Linked DNA regions of Ovis aries: region 2 is linked to region 1. Evidence: chromatin contacts called from public Hi-C data. All regions are on one chromosome and are shown on one strand. The core of a region is the stretch at or near the end of the contact, and the rest is flanking DNA. Distances in the headings are between cores, read along the strand shown.

What was found. A called contact is a pair of places that touch in the nucleus more often than the background predicts.
Region 2: a contact with region 1 is called in a Hi-C map of liver, with 6 times the contacts expected there. The contact joins the promoter of ARHGAP42 here to the enhancer-like site in region 1. A contact is called at or near these places in 4 of 16 Hi-C or Micro-C datasets (hypothalamus, liver, mixed tissues and 1 more).

What each region holds. Positions count from the first base shown.
Region 1 is chr15:7,821,437-7,827,396 of ARS-UI_Ramb_v3.0, reverse strand. ARHGAP42 (Rho GTPase activating protein 42) reads left to right here. Exons shown (of 24, transcript XM_004015979.6): 4 at 5,361-5,432. Among named protein-coding and RNA genes, the nearest start is that of ARHGAP42, 190 kb to the left of the region's middle. Within about 2 kb of position 2,231, at least 3 of the 54 cell types and tissues checked have an H3K27ac peak or open chromatin away from gene starts, as enhancers often do. A contact at or near this core is called in liver, where this site is marked.
Region 2 is chr15:8,005,953-8,011,912 of ARS-UI_Ramb_v3.0, reverse strand. It overlaps ARHGAP42 (Rho GTPase activating protein 42), which reads left to right and starts at 2,344. Exons shown (of 24, transcript XM_004015979.6): 1 at 2,344-2,979. The coding sequence starts at 2,826.

The sequences.
Region 1 (5,960 bases), core at 982-3,481:
CCAAACATGTTTGGATAATGATTCTTCTAACCACATAAAAACATTTTCTAGCCATTACTTTTGAGTGATTTATGAGCACTCCCTTGTGGCTGTTTATTAGAATCACTTGAAATAGCAAAAGAAAAGCAACAGGAAGCTGAATTGCCTGGTTTAATGTAGTACGCCCACGGTCAAAGTGTGTCTACCCAGTAAATGCAGTATTGTAATGTCTTATTACCCAATATTAGATTTGCTTCTCTGATACAGAAAATAAGCGAAAAAGCTGTGATTATTTTTGAATTTAAAAATGGACCAGTACTTACAAAAATAAGTTTTTTAAAACCAAGGTTTAGATAATGGTTAAAAATTATAAAATAGTTAACCCTTAATTACTGAAATATGAACTTTTCAAAAATTTATCTTATCAATATCTAGAGAGAGCATTAAAATTGCATTTGAATTTTTCCTAAAGCCTCTTAATGAGGTCATACAAAGTAACACATTCCAGAAATATTATGGAAGTTTGAATTTCCTGAACTCTGTGACTTGGTTCCATGCCCTACCCCCCACCCCATCCTCTAGTATTACCTTTTGGAAGGAGTTTTATCAAGCCCCCTGTGTAAATTTGAGGAGAAAGAGTTCCATGTGAGCCAGAATTTCATTTCTCTAGATTGCTTTTTAAATCTTGATAAAGTCACCAGTGTTGTACCCCAGATTCAGATTTTTAATTATGGTTTCTTAGCATTTTGTATGTTATTTTCCATTATTTTTCAGTTGTAACAGTAACCCTTTTAAACCTACCTAAATTTTAAATACCTTCTTTACTTCACACGTGGATTACATCAGAATTGGAGAATTTCATCCATGTGATCGACCAGTGTGTTGGGATAAAAGGCATTCGTCCCGTAGGGGGTGTTCAAAGCTGAGAGTCAGGAGCAGACAGTTGGGTTGTAAATCCACTTTGCGCCCTTTGAGTGTTGGCATTCCTATTTTGATCTCTTGAATTTAGATTCACATATTGTGAACAGCAGCCCATTGACTGCATACAAGAGAAGCATCATATGTCAGATGTAAAGCCACACATATGTTATTATGGTTTATGGAAAAATGTAGGTTCCTGTTATCTACCACTGCAGATAGGTACTCTGAAAAAGTTTCTGTTAAATTTATTTGGATTTCAATTTCTCCCTCTTGAATAACTACCTTTTAAATCATCTTGGAAATTCTCAGACCGCTGAGGATGGCTCTGAACTCAGTAGTTGACACTGTGAATTCTGTGATGAAACAAACATTTATTGAAAGCCTGCCATATGCCGAATCTATGCTTGTGATTTTTAAAATATGTGTATTTTTCCTTTGATTTTTATGAAATTCTTAAGAGATACAGAGATGAAGGCATTGAGTCTTAGCAGGTTAGGTGCTGAGATCCGAAATGGAACAGGGTCTAACTTCAGCATTCACATTCTTAATATATTCCAGATGATTGTTAGGTTTTGAACTTCATTACTCATATGAAATCAACTTTAATCTAGATATTGTGAAGGGCTTAGCATAGTACTTGGCATGCATTAAACACTCAACAAATCATATCTCTTGTTATCTCTATCACTCCATTGGATGTTTTTCTTCCCCTTCTTTTTTTTTTTTTTTTTCCTGTTTAGTACCTCTGGAACTTATGTTTTTATTCCCTAAGTTTCACATTAATAGAATGAGAGCAGGGGGAAGAAAGAAAAAAATTGAGCAAATCCAAAACAAAAGAAAGAGATGAAGAAATATGGACAAACTAGAGATAGGAAGTAATGCTTGCCCCACTGGGTGGTTGTTAATTATCACATTTGGCTCAAGTTTATATTCTCACGTTTTGTTTCATTCCCAGGCCATATTTACATAACAGCCAGAGAATAGTTGTGGCAGAGATTTAAACGATTGGGTATGAATGTGAGTGCTAGCGTCTTAGCATATGGATCCGCCATCCACTCTTTTGTCTGGTCTTTTCCCAATTAAAAAACATTTCATCCGTATTGACTAGTTCCATGTTTTGAAGTGGGATACTGTGCTATGATATTTCCGTGAATCTTTCATGGTATCAAAAGTAATAGGTCCAAAGTGAAATTCGTTGTCATTACTCTTTCTCTACCAGACATGCTCCCTGCCTCATTTACCCTAGTTCTTAAAGCTATGCTGGAGTTCCAGTGCCTGAGGCTGAAAACTTGGTGTCACCTTTGATTCCTCCGCCTCTGCAGTTCCATGCTACCCGTCTGTCAACACCACAGGCCTCTGACCTAGTTGTCTCTTCAAACTTGTGTTCTTCTCCCAGCCATTCACCTGGCATATCTTGTCCTTATCTCTTCATTCTCAAAGTATCCTGCATATTACTTCCTAGAACAAGTTTTTACATTAATCTTCTCTTTAGAAACCAGCAGTGATTCCATATTCAGGTAACTTTGCTTAGATTATGGGTATTCTTTCCTTATTGCAGTTAAATTTCCTAATAGTAATTACACACTTTTCTCCAGTTAGATAATGTCAGTAGCTAATAACACATGGAACCTGCCGTGTGCCAAAACTTTTCAACATACTTTGTATGCACTGTGCCATTTCCATTTTTAAAAAGGTAACTGAAGGCCTGTAACTTGGTTGGCACTCACAGTCAGGATGGACTGTTAATGAGCGTGTAGTAAATGCTTCTATTTTTCCCTGTGCTGAACCCCTCCCGCACCACCCCCCCACCCCCGCCTCATATTTGCGTAATTGTCTCTTGCCTTTTTTATGGTGATGCCTGTTCCTAGGATATTTTTTTCTCTTTGGTGTATCCAGTTCATATCCACTTCCTGTTTACCTCTATCCAATACTTCCTGTTCACTATCCAAATACCACCTTGACTTATTTAGTTCTCATGGATCTTTTCCGTTGTCAAAATTCTGATGTGTTTGGGATGAATTCTGCATAGTTAATCATGTAACTATTCTCAGTGTACTGTGATCAGTTTTGTCTCAAATTTTCCGAAAACTTTAGCAGGACTTTATGACATTAAATACTTGTTGAGTGAATATTTTTTCCCCCTTTTCACAAGTAGGCATCAACTTTCATGCCTTAGTTTTTTTTCCCTTCCCCATGTAGCTCAATAGTGTGCTCCGCACATATATAAGCACCTAGTGATTGAATGTGGGAGTGTCTAGGCCATCTGTCTTTTGTCACTGTCAAAGGAAAATACCTTCTCATAATGTGCACATAGATATCCTTCAACCAAAAGGGTAGTATAGAAGAATTGGATATGCAGGTGTATCAGGTATATCATTACAGATGGATATATGTCATATATGTTTATTTGGAGATATTAAAAGCTGTAAGTTTTGAGTACTTTCCGGATGTAAGGCACTGAACTAAGTGTTTCACATTCATTATCTTCATCCTTAAAATCAAGTTGTTAGGTGATACAGCTGGTGATCAGAATGTTTAAATAGCGATTCATAAGCTATGGAACTGTGTTGAAATCAGCCGTTCTTGATTTTAAATACATGTACTTAAGACTTGTGCTGCCTATCTTCTCATTCAGCCTCATTGTTTGAGTTTTCACCACTTGAGAACTATCTCTTTGTTTAAAATCATTGCCTTTAAATACATTAGGTCATGCTGGTTTCCAGCATAAAGCAAACATTCGGTAACTGTTGGCCTTTATTGTTGCTATTTTTCCAAATTACACTAAAGTGTCCATGACGCTGTCTTTCCTTATGTGAACTTTAAAGGCAGAATCCGTTATTTAATACCTCTGTAACATCTGGAGAAATATATATGTATGTGTTTCAATGTATTTGGAGTTTCACTAGGGCAAAGAGGATTTAGAGGGTGAGAATTAAAAGTGAGCTACTTTGCTACTGTTCCCAGTCATCTTTCTGTAGTAAAATGCCTGCCCAGTGTATCTGGATGAATGCCTGTCCGAGCTCACAAAAAGGGCTGTAGGTGACTGATGGCAGAGGTATCTGTGCTGGCTCTCAATGTCTTGGGAAGGATTTTGAGTATTGATCTACTTTGTATGTTTTCACAATAGAGGATTTTAGGTACTTTTTTCAAGAGGTCATCTCATTTTCCTACAATTGGAAAATGACAGAATCATGGGAAGCATTATTTAGTTTTTATTTTTGTGGTTACTGTCTTTGTGTGTTAGGTAGATTATGGAATTTAAGAAATACAGCTTGACTGGAGAATAACCAGTTTAGTGAAAATAATAGAAAGTAAAACCCATTTTTTGAAATTTTAAAATTGTGATATAATGTCAAACTTATTTGAAATTATAAGAATAATATAAGGAGCTCCTGTATATGTTTTAACCTATTTAAAATAGTGACTAATTTGAAAAAATAGATTTTTCTCTTCATCTTAGCGTTTGCTAACTATGTAGTAGGTCATAGTATTATCACAGCGGTAGAATGAATGGTAATTTTGTTAACTGGGCCTACCTTTCCCCCACTCAACTTTGTTGGGATATAATTGATATTATGTAAGTTTAAATTGTACAATATGTTGGTTTGAAGCATTTATGTATTGCAAAATGATTAATACCATGACATTAGCTAATACCTCCATCTTGCCACATTATTATTTCCTTTTGTCATGAAAACATTAAAGATCCTATGTTTAATGTTAATACTTTTTAAAGTGATTTTTTTTAAAAATCAAGATTTCCTTCCAGCATGTTGCTTTCCTTAAAAATATGTCTTCTGAATCCAGTCATTGCCCCGACCCAGCTTGAACCCCCTCACAGTATTCTTACAGATTGATTTAAAGATTTATCTGTTTGAAAGTTTAAGTGAAATCCAATTTGGAGTTTTGGACTAAAACGCTGTTCATTGAAATAAAATCAGTTACTGTTTTAGTGTGGTTGGAAATGTTATGAGAATATGCAGGCAAACCCAAGTATAAGGAATCTAATTAAATAGGGAAAAAATAAGCCTGATTTTAGTTTGCAGCTGTACAATTATAATATTCTAGTGGCAAGACAGAAGGCTTTTATATGGCTCAATTTTCAAATGATGCTTGAACTGACTACATTAAACCAGTATAATTAAAGGTATCTTAAAATTTAATGTCTGATGTGTAGTTAAATTTTAGAATATGAACGTTAAATATTTAAGATCTCACCATGTGTATTTGTTTTCACATTAGTCACATTATTGCTAGGATCAAGTGAAATAATTTGTGAAAATTTAATTATAAAGTAGAAAAAGACTATATGACATGTGTGAGGTATTTTTTATTTCATTTATAGATGCAAAAGGGAACAAAAACTGTTTTTAAGTAAGTAGAATAAGGGAGATATCGTTTTTTCAATATTGTTTGCATGAATTATACAGAATTTAATGTATTTGTATTTTTAATTTCAGATTCAAAATGCTAATGATGTATTAATTGCACCACTTGAGAAATTTCGCAAAGAACAAATAGGTGCAGCAAAAGTAAGTATTACATTTTATTATTCTTCATATATTCTCTTGATAATTAAAGATAATATATGTAATTACAGATGTTAACATTTTTGAAATTAGAATGACCTTTTTAAAATTCTGTACGTCATTTAAAATTTTTGCGCAGAGCCTATTACAAAGACTGAAATTCTTTTAAACAGAAGGAAGATATTATTCTCCTACTGAATAGAGAAAAAGTCAGCATAAGTGAGTTTCTCCCATCCCAACAGTGATAGGACATTAGCAGTTTTAAAGAGGGTAAAATCATTGTAAAAATATGGTAAGTATTACTAACACCTATATAAAATAAAAATTAGGTATGTATGTTGAAAATTGAGGCAGGAGTTATAAAATTGCTTTTACTTTTTCTATTTTTTATTCTTAATAAAGATATGTGTTTGTGGATAACTTTAGACCTCTTTGCCATGCCTCTGCATTAATGTTTAATTCCTTACGGATCAACTAAAATTTCTCTGAGCCTAATAATTTCTGAAATTTACTTGCAACTTCTTTCCTAGT
Region 2 (5,960 bases), core at 1,095-3,594, 180 kb before region 1:
TGTGAAACTCACCATGCAGTTCACAGGGCCACATTTTGGAGAGGCTACATTTCAGTCCATTAAAATTTCCTATGCAAAAGAGCCTGCAGATATGGACACTCTTTTTTTTTTTTTAATTAAGAAAGAATCTGTTTTTATCATTATGGTAGGGAAATAAAACATGAAAACAACTGCAGTCAGTTCAAAACTGACTGTAAGTCACCTTAAAGCAAAACCATTTCTGGTGTCTCTCAAGCGTCTGGGTTAATGTGGCATATGAGAAAGCCTGACTAGCAGGTATAATTAAAGCATGAATCACAGGAATAAGTCATGAGTAACTCTGAAAATACTTACAGGGGAAAAGTCCATTATAAACACACCAAACTTTGGAGGTTAAATGATGGCGGGTGGGAGGAAAAATCCAAACTCTATATAAATGAACTGATGATGGGCTTGAGTGAAAACATGTTGATGGCATCAGTGCATTATTGGTCCAATGTTTGTGTGAGGCTCCGTAACACAGCATATTCTGCCTGGTGATAAATAGGTACTCATGCTTTCTATTCTGAGAACTGTTTGAGGTCAGGCACAATGCTTTGCTTTGTCTTTTATAAATCATTTCTCTGCCCAGATCCTAATAATGTATACAGTAGGCATAAAGCATGAGATTACATACATGAATGGGTAAATGGTAATGTATATCTTAGAATCTAGATTAAATCTGTCCTGACATATAAGACTTTTAAAGAAAAGGTGAAAATTGACATCCAACTTATGAAATGTTACATATCAAGGACTGTTGATGCATTTTGAAAGAATCAATCATAGGACTTTCATTTAATGATAAACAAGAAGAGATTATTATATTTTATCCTGTTTCATATCTCAGCAGTTGGCATTGGATTTAGTTGCTTGTAATAGCAACATGGCAAAAGTTGAAAGGGAACTATTTGTTTGGCCTAATTTTTTCTTTCAGGCTGTGCGATGAAAAGATGTAAAATCACCTCAGTAGAAAACCAGTCCCACTGCAGCTTGTATCACAACATTAACTGACAAATAACATTGTTGTCCTCCACCTCATCCCACCTTCCCAGAAGAGAAGTATTCAACTGACAGGTCAGCTACTAAAGGTTAAAATGACTCTAATCGTGACTGGCCATTCTGCCAATATTTGACGTCTAATGATGCAAACATGGATGGAAAGTTAAAGTTCAACTTCCTTGGCTAGGAAGAATTAAAATCAAAGCCATCAAATACACTGTTTACATCATCTTATCAGTCTTGGTTTAGTTTCCATGCTATTTTTAATGTTCATGTGCACTTAAAAAAATGAAACTAAAAGTCCTGACAGATTCTGAAACTTAATTGGGAAAAATGTAAAGCACCTTAACGGAATTTTCCCCATGATATGTAGAAGATTTTTTTTTAATAGATGGTTCAAATGGACAAAGCAATGAAAACATAGAAATTAAAAGCAGATCCTTAATAAAAAATAACTGAGTGCTCAGAAACCCTATAGATGATGGCAGGACTAGATGTAAAGCAGTAGTTTCTTTCGCTGTCATGGTTTTCAGAGAACGGAAATTTATTAGGTGAGCCTGTACCAGAGGAGAGGTAACTGCCTCTTGGTACGAATTAACTAGTCAATTGGAACTTCAGCCAACTTCCACAGTTTGAAAATCTCCATGCTTGTAGGGCAATTCCCTCCAGGTGAGGCGATCATAAAAGATATAGGACTGTGATGCAAATAGTTCCTCTTCTAGAGGAGGAACACCTAAGTCCGAGGTGCTTGTTTGTGAAATAAAAACGACCTAAAATCCTCCCTCCTTCACAGCAACTAGGAAAAACAACAACCATAAAACAGCCTTTGGGCCTCTGTAACTTTTCATTTAGAGTATTAAAAACAAACAAAAAACAAAAAACTTGACTCTCTAAGATCAAGGCAGTGAACGATGGGAAAGAGGAAAACATTTCACCCTGGAATATACATGCATTGCAGTGCAAACTCGAGAAGTAAAATCTAAGTAGCATCTTCAAAACCTGGCTTTAAACTTTAGGGAAAGTTAATGCTGGTTCAATTCGAGGGAGCGGGTGGTGAAGGACGGGCAAGCAGGCGTGTTGGGAGTGGGCGATCGTTCTGTGGTCCGGAGGACCCCGGAGTGTTACCGCGGGGTCAGCAGGAGCCCGGAGCCCCTAGGCAGCCGGAGTCACGCCCGAGAGCAGGCGGCGAGCGGAGCTGGGAGCGCAGAGCGGGCGGGGCGGGCAGAGGGCGGGGCGGCGCGGGCCGGGGGCGCGGCGGCAGGAGGAGGGTCTCGGAGCCGGGCCCGGCGGCCGGCGCGCTGAGCCTGCGTCCGGCGCGGGGGCGGGTTTAGGCGGCCCGGCCGGAGCGGCGGCTGGGCGCTGGCGGCTCCCGGCGCAGAGCGCTGTCGAGGGGGCCAAGCGGGCGGAGTTGCCGGGAGCGTTCCTTCGCCGCCCGAGCGCGTTCCTCGCCGGCCGAGAGCGTCCCTGCGCCGGCCGTGAGCGTCCCTGCGCCGGCCGTGAACCTCCCTGCGCCGGCCGCGGCCCGGGACCCCGCCGCCTCAGCGCTCGCGGCGACGATGCGCCCGGAGGACCGCGAGCTGAGCGGACCCGCCGCCCGTGCGTGCGCGCGCTTCCCCGCCGGCGAGGAAGCCTGAGCCCCGAGCCCGGCGCGGGAGGCGCGGGACCCGCTCCCCTTGCGCTCGCCCGCGCGGCCCGCCTCGCTCCCCGCGATCGCGCACCCCAGCGGCCGGCGGCGCTAGCCTGCTGTGCCCGCCCTGACCGCCGGCCCCGACCTGTTCCCGGCGGCCGTCTGCCGTGCTGCTGCCATGGGGCTGCCGACCCTGGAGTTCAGCGACTCCTACTTGGACAGCCCTGATTTCAGGGAGCGCCTGCAGTGTCACGAGATTGAGCTGGAGCGAACCAACAAGTTCATCAAGGAGCTTATTAAGGACGGCTCCCTGCTCATCGGGGCGCTGAGGAGTGAGTGCGGCCGGCGGGCGGACAGGGCGCGGGGACCAGGGGAGCCCCCGCGGGGTGGGGGGTCTCAGGGCTGGGTTGGAGGAAGCGGAGCTTCTTTTGTTTGAATGGGTTTGGGGACAGAAGCTGAAGAGCTCCCCTGCTGGTGGCCAGCAAAGTTTGTTCGGAGGTGTTCTTCACTTATTTACTTCCAAGGCTGCAGAGAAGCGAGCAGTCTCTGCTGGACCTCGGAGTGTATCCTGAGGAACGTTTTTCGGCATCTTTTTGTATAACGCTCCTGGAACAGTGTTGGGGACTGTTGTCATTTTTGTAACTTTATTCTGCCTAGTTTAAACGCTTGAAAAAAAAAAGCCCTTGAGGAAGGACTCAGGAGTTTATCTGAAGGATAAAAATGAAGCTAGTTTCTTTAGTGATATTAAAAGAAATGATTAAGTTCTTAGGTACATCAGCTACTCATCACTGCAATAAATCATTGCATTGGCACTTTATAGATTTGTAGCTTTGCAATTTAGTAAGATGAAGAGAGCATGGCACCAGTGGATTTTATCTCTTTTCAAGGTTTTTTTGTGTGTGTGTGTGTGCCTCTTAATTTTCGGTTTGCCTTGTAACTCTGGTGTGTTGAGTCCCTAGTGGCTAAAGACCAGTCAGAACTTCTGATGATCTATAGAAAGTAAAGACTGCCTCAATTTAGGAACTTTTCCCACCTCCTTTCCCACACACCTCCCGTTCAGATTTTCTGTGCTTCTTGCATTCTCTGAATCTTCACTTTCAGTTACTAGCACAAAGGAGAGTCTGGGGCTTCCCAGGTAGCTCAGTGGTAAAGAAATCGCCTTCCAATGCAGGAGACTCTGATTCGGTCCCTGAGTCTGGAAGATCCCCTGGAGAAGGAAATGGCAACCTACTCCAGTATTCTTGCCTGGAAATTCCCATGGACAGAGGACTACAGGCAGGCTACCTCCATGGGGTCCCAGAGAGTCTTAGTAAAAGAAACACTAGAGCTTCTCATAGAGAATTGACTGACTAAAGGATAAAGCTTTATAGGTTACTTTTCTGAGGACCTATTTGCTCTTTAATAGAAAGCCTCTGAAATGCAGCCCTGGAGGCCTCTTTTAGATGAGTGAGGTATTTTTGTTAAGGTGAAGAGGCCTTTGGTTGACATGGCAACCCCAGGATATAGGTAGGGGAAGCATTATTGTGTATGTCATTAACAACATTATGGAAGTGTGTGTATGCCTGAAACTAAGAGGACTTTAGCATCTGATCTCTATTTAGATGCATGTATTCATGGTAAAGATGAACCTTAGCAAAATGTCTTGAAATTAGTGTCTCCAAATCCTGTCCATTTAAACCATCCTAATTGCTAAAACATTTACTTATTACTTGTGTTAACTTAGCCAGGGTAAAGAAAATATGTTCTGTATCTACATTCACTTAATTTCTGAATTTGATGCTGCTACTGATAATGATGGTAATTACTGATTTGTGAAAAATATACGAGTTTCTCTGCAGTTTTGTCCCTCTTGTGTATACCAAAGGTGAATTTAGCTTCCATCTGATTTACAAAGCCCACTTGAGCCTCTGGACTAGCCTCTTTGCATCTTGGAGAGGATGATGCCTCTTTAAAAAGAGTTTCCCTCTCTCAGAGCACTGATTCTTGCTTGAGCTGCCAGATGGTCTACAAATGACATTTTCTCCTCGATCGGCCGGAGATCAATTCCAGTGCTTCAAATGTGGAAAACACTTCCATAGCTGTGGTAAAACCTCTGAAATGTACATCATTTTACTAGCAATCTTATTAACTGTATTATGATTGAATCTAGCCTTGCAACTATCAAGTGCTTCCTTTATAAGTTTGTTCTTCCATTTATAAGTGAGTATATCTCAAGAGTGTAAGTTTCTTGAACATACAGACCCTGCCTCACGAACTTGAACGTCTACACTTAAAATGCACAATCTGTCTTTCCAGGATTTGTGAGGAGAGTGCATTACATTAACATTTGGTTATTACTTTTCTTGTAGTGGAAAGAAAGCATTTATTAAAAGAATTTCCAGCATTAGCTGCCAAGCAGGACAGATCTGGAGCCGAGAAACCCTTGAAGTCATATGAGGGCACTTCTTTTTTTCCCAGCAAGCGACCTCTGTCCCTTGGGGAGGATGCTCTGGGGTTTGGCTACAGCTGCTAAATGGCTGCTCTCTGAAGCTGCTCCTGTAGGAGGACAGGAGTGTGTTTAAAGAGTTAAAACTCCCTTAATTCTATCCCACATTCACCAAGGAGCGCTCCTTTCTTCAGTTCTGTCCCTTCTGTTTTTCCTTTCTGCCTTAGGAAGCCTTCAGTTTTCCCCAGCCTTAAACTATGCCTTTCTATTCTCCATACCTGTTGTTTCAGTAAGTGTTATCCATTATCCACTTCATATTTATATGTAGCACTTTGCCGTCATTTATAATGAATGGTTTCTTAATAAAACTTTGCTGAGCTGACAATCATCCATGCATTTCTAAGCATCTTATATTATTTCCAACCCAGTTAATAAGTTTTCTGCTGAAAGTCTTGGCATGCTCTCTTGGGGAACACATGCTCTACTGTTCCAGTGAGAGTCACATGTGCTCCTTCAGCTTGGGTTCAGGGTGTGCATTTTTTTAGGAGCGAATTTTGAATGATCATTATAAATTAGGACCTTGTCTAGATGATTTGAACTTTAAATGTGTAAGGTATTTAACATATTTTTAAGATGAATGTGAGAGTTGGACCATAAAGAAAGCTGGGTGCTGAGGAATTGATGCTTTTGAACTGTGGTGTTGGAGAAGACTCTTGAGAGTTCTTGGACTGCAAGCAGATCAAACCAGTCAATCCTAAAGGAAATTAGTCCTGAATATTCATTGGAAAGACTGATATGAAGCTGAAACTCCAATACTTTGGCCACCTGATGTGAAGAGCTGTCTCACTAGAAAAAGCCCTGGTGCTGGGAAAGATTGAAGGTGGGAGA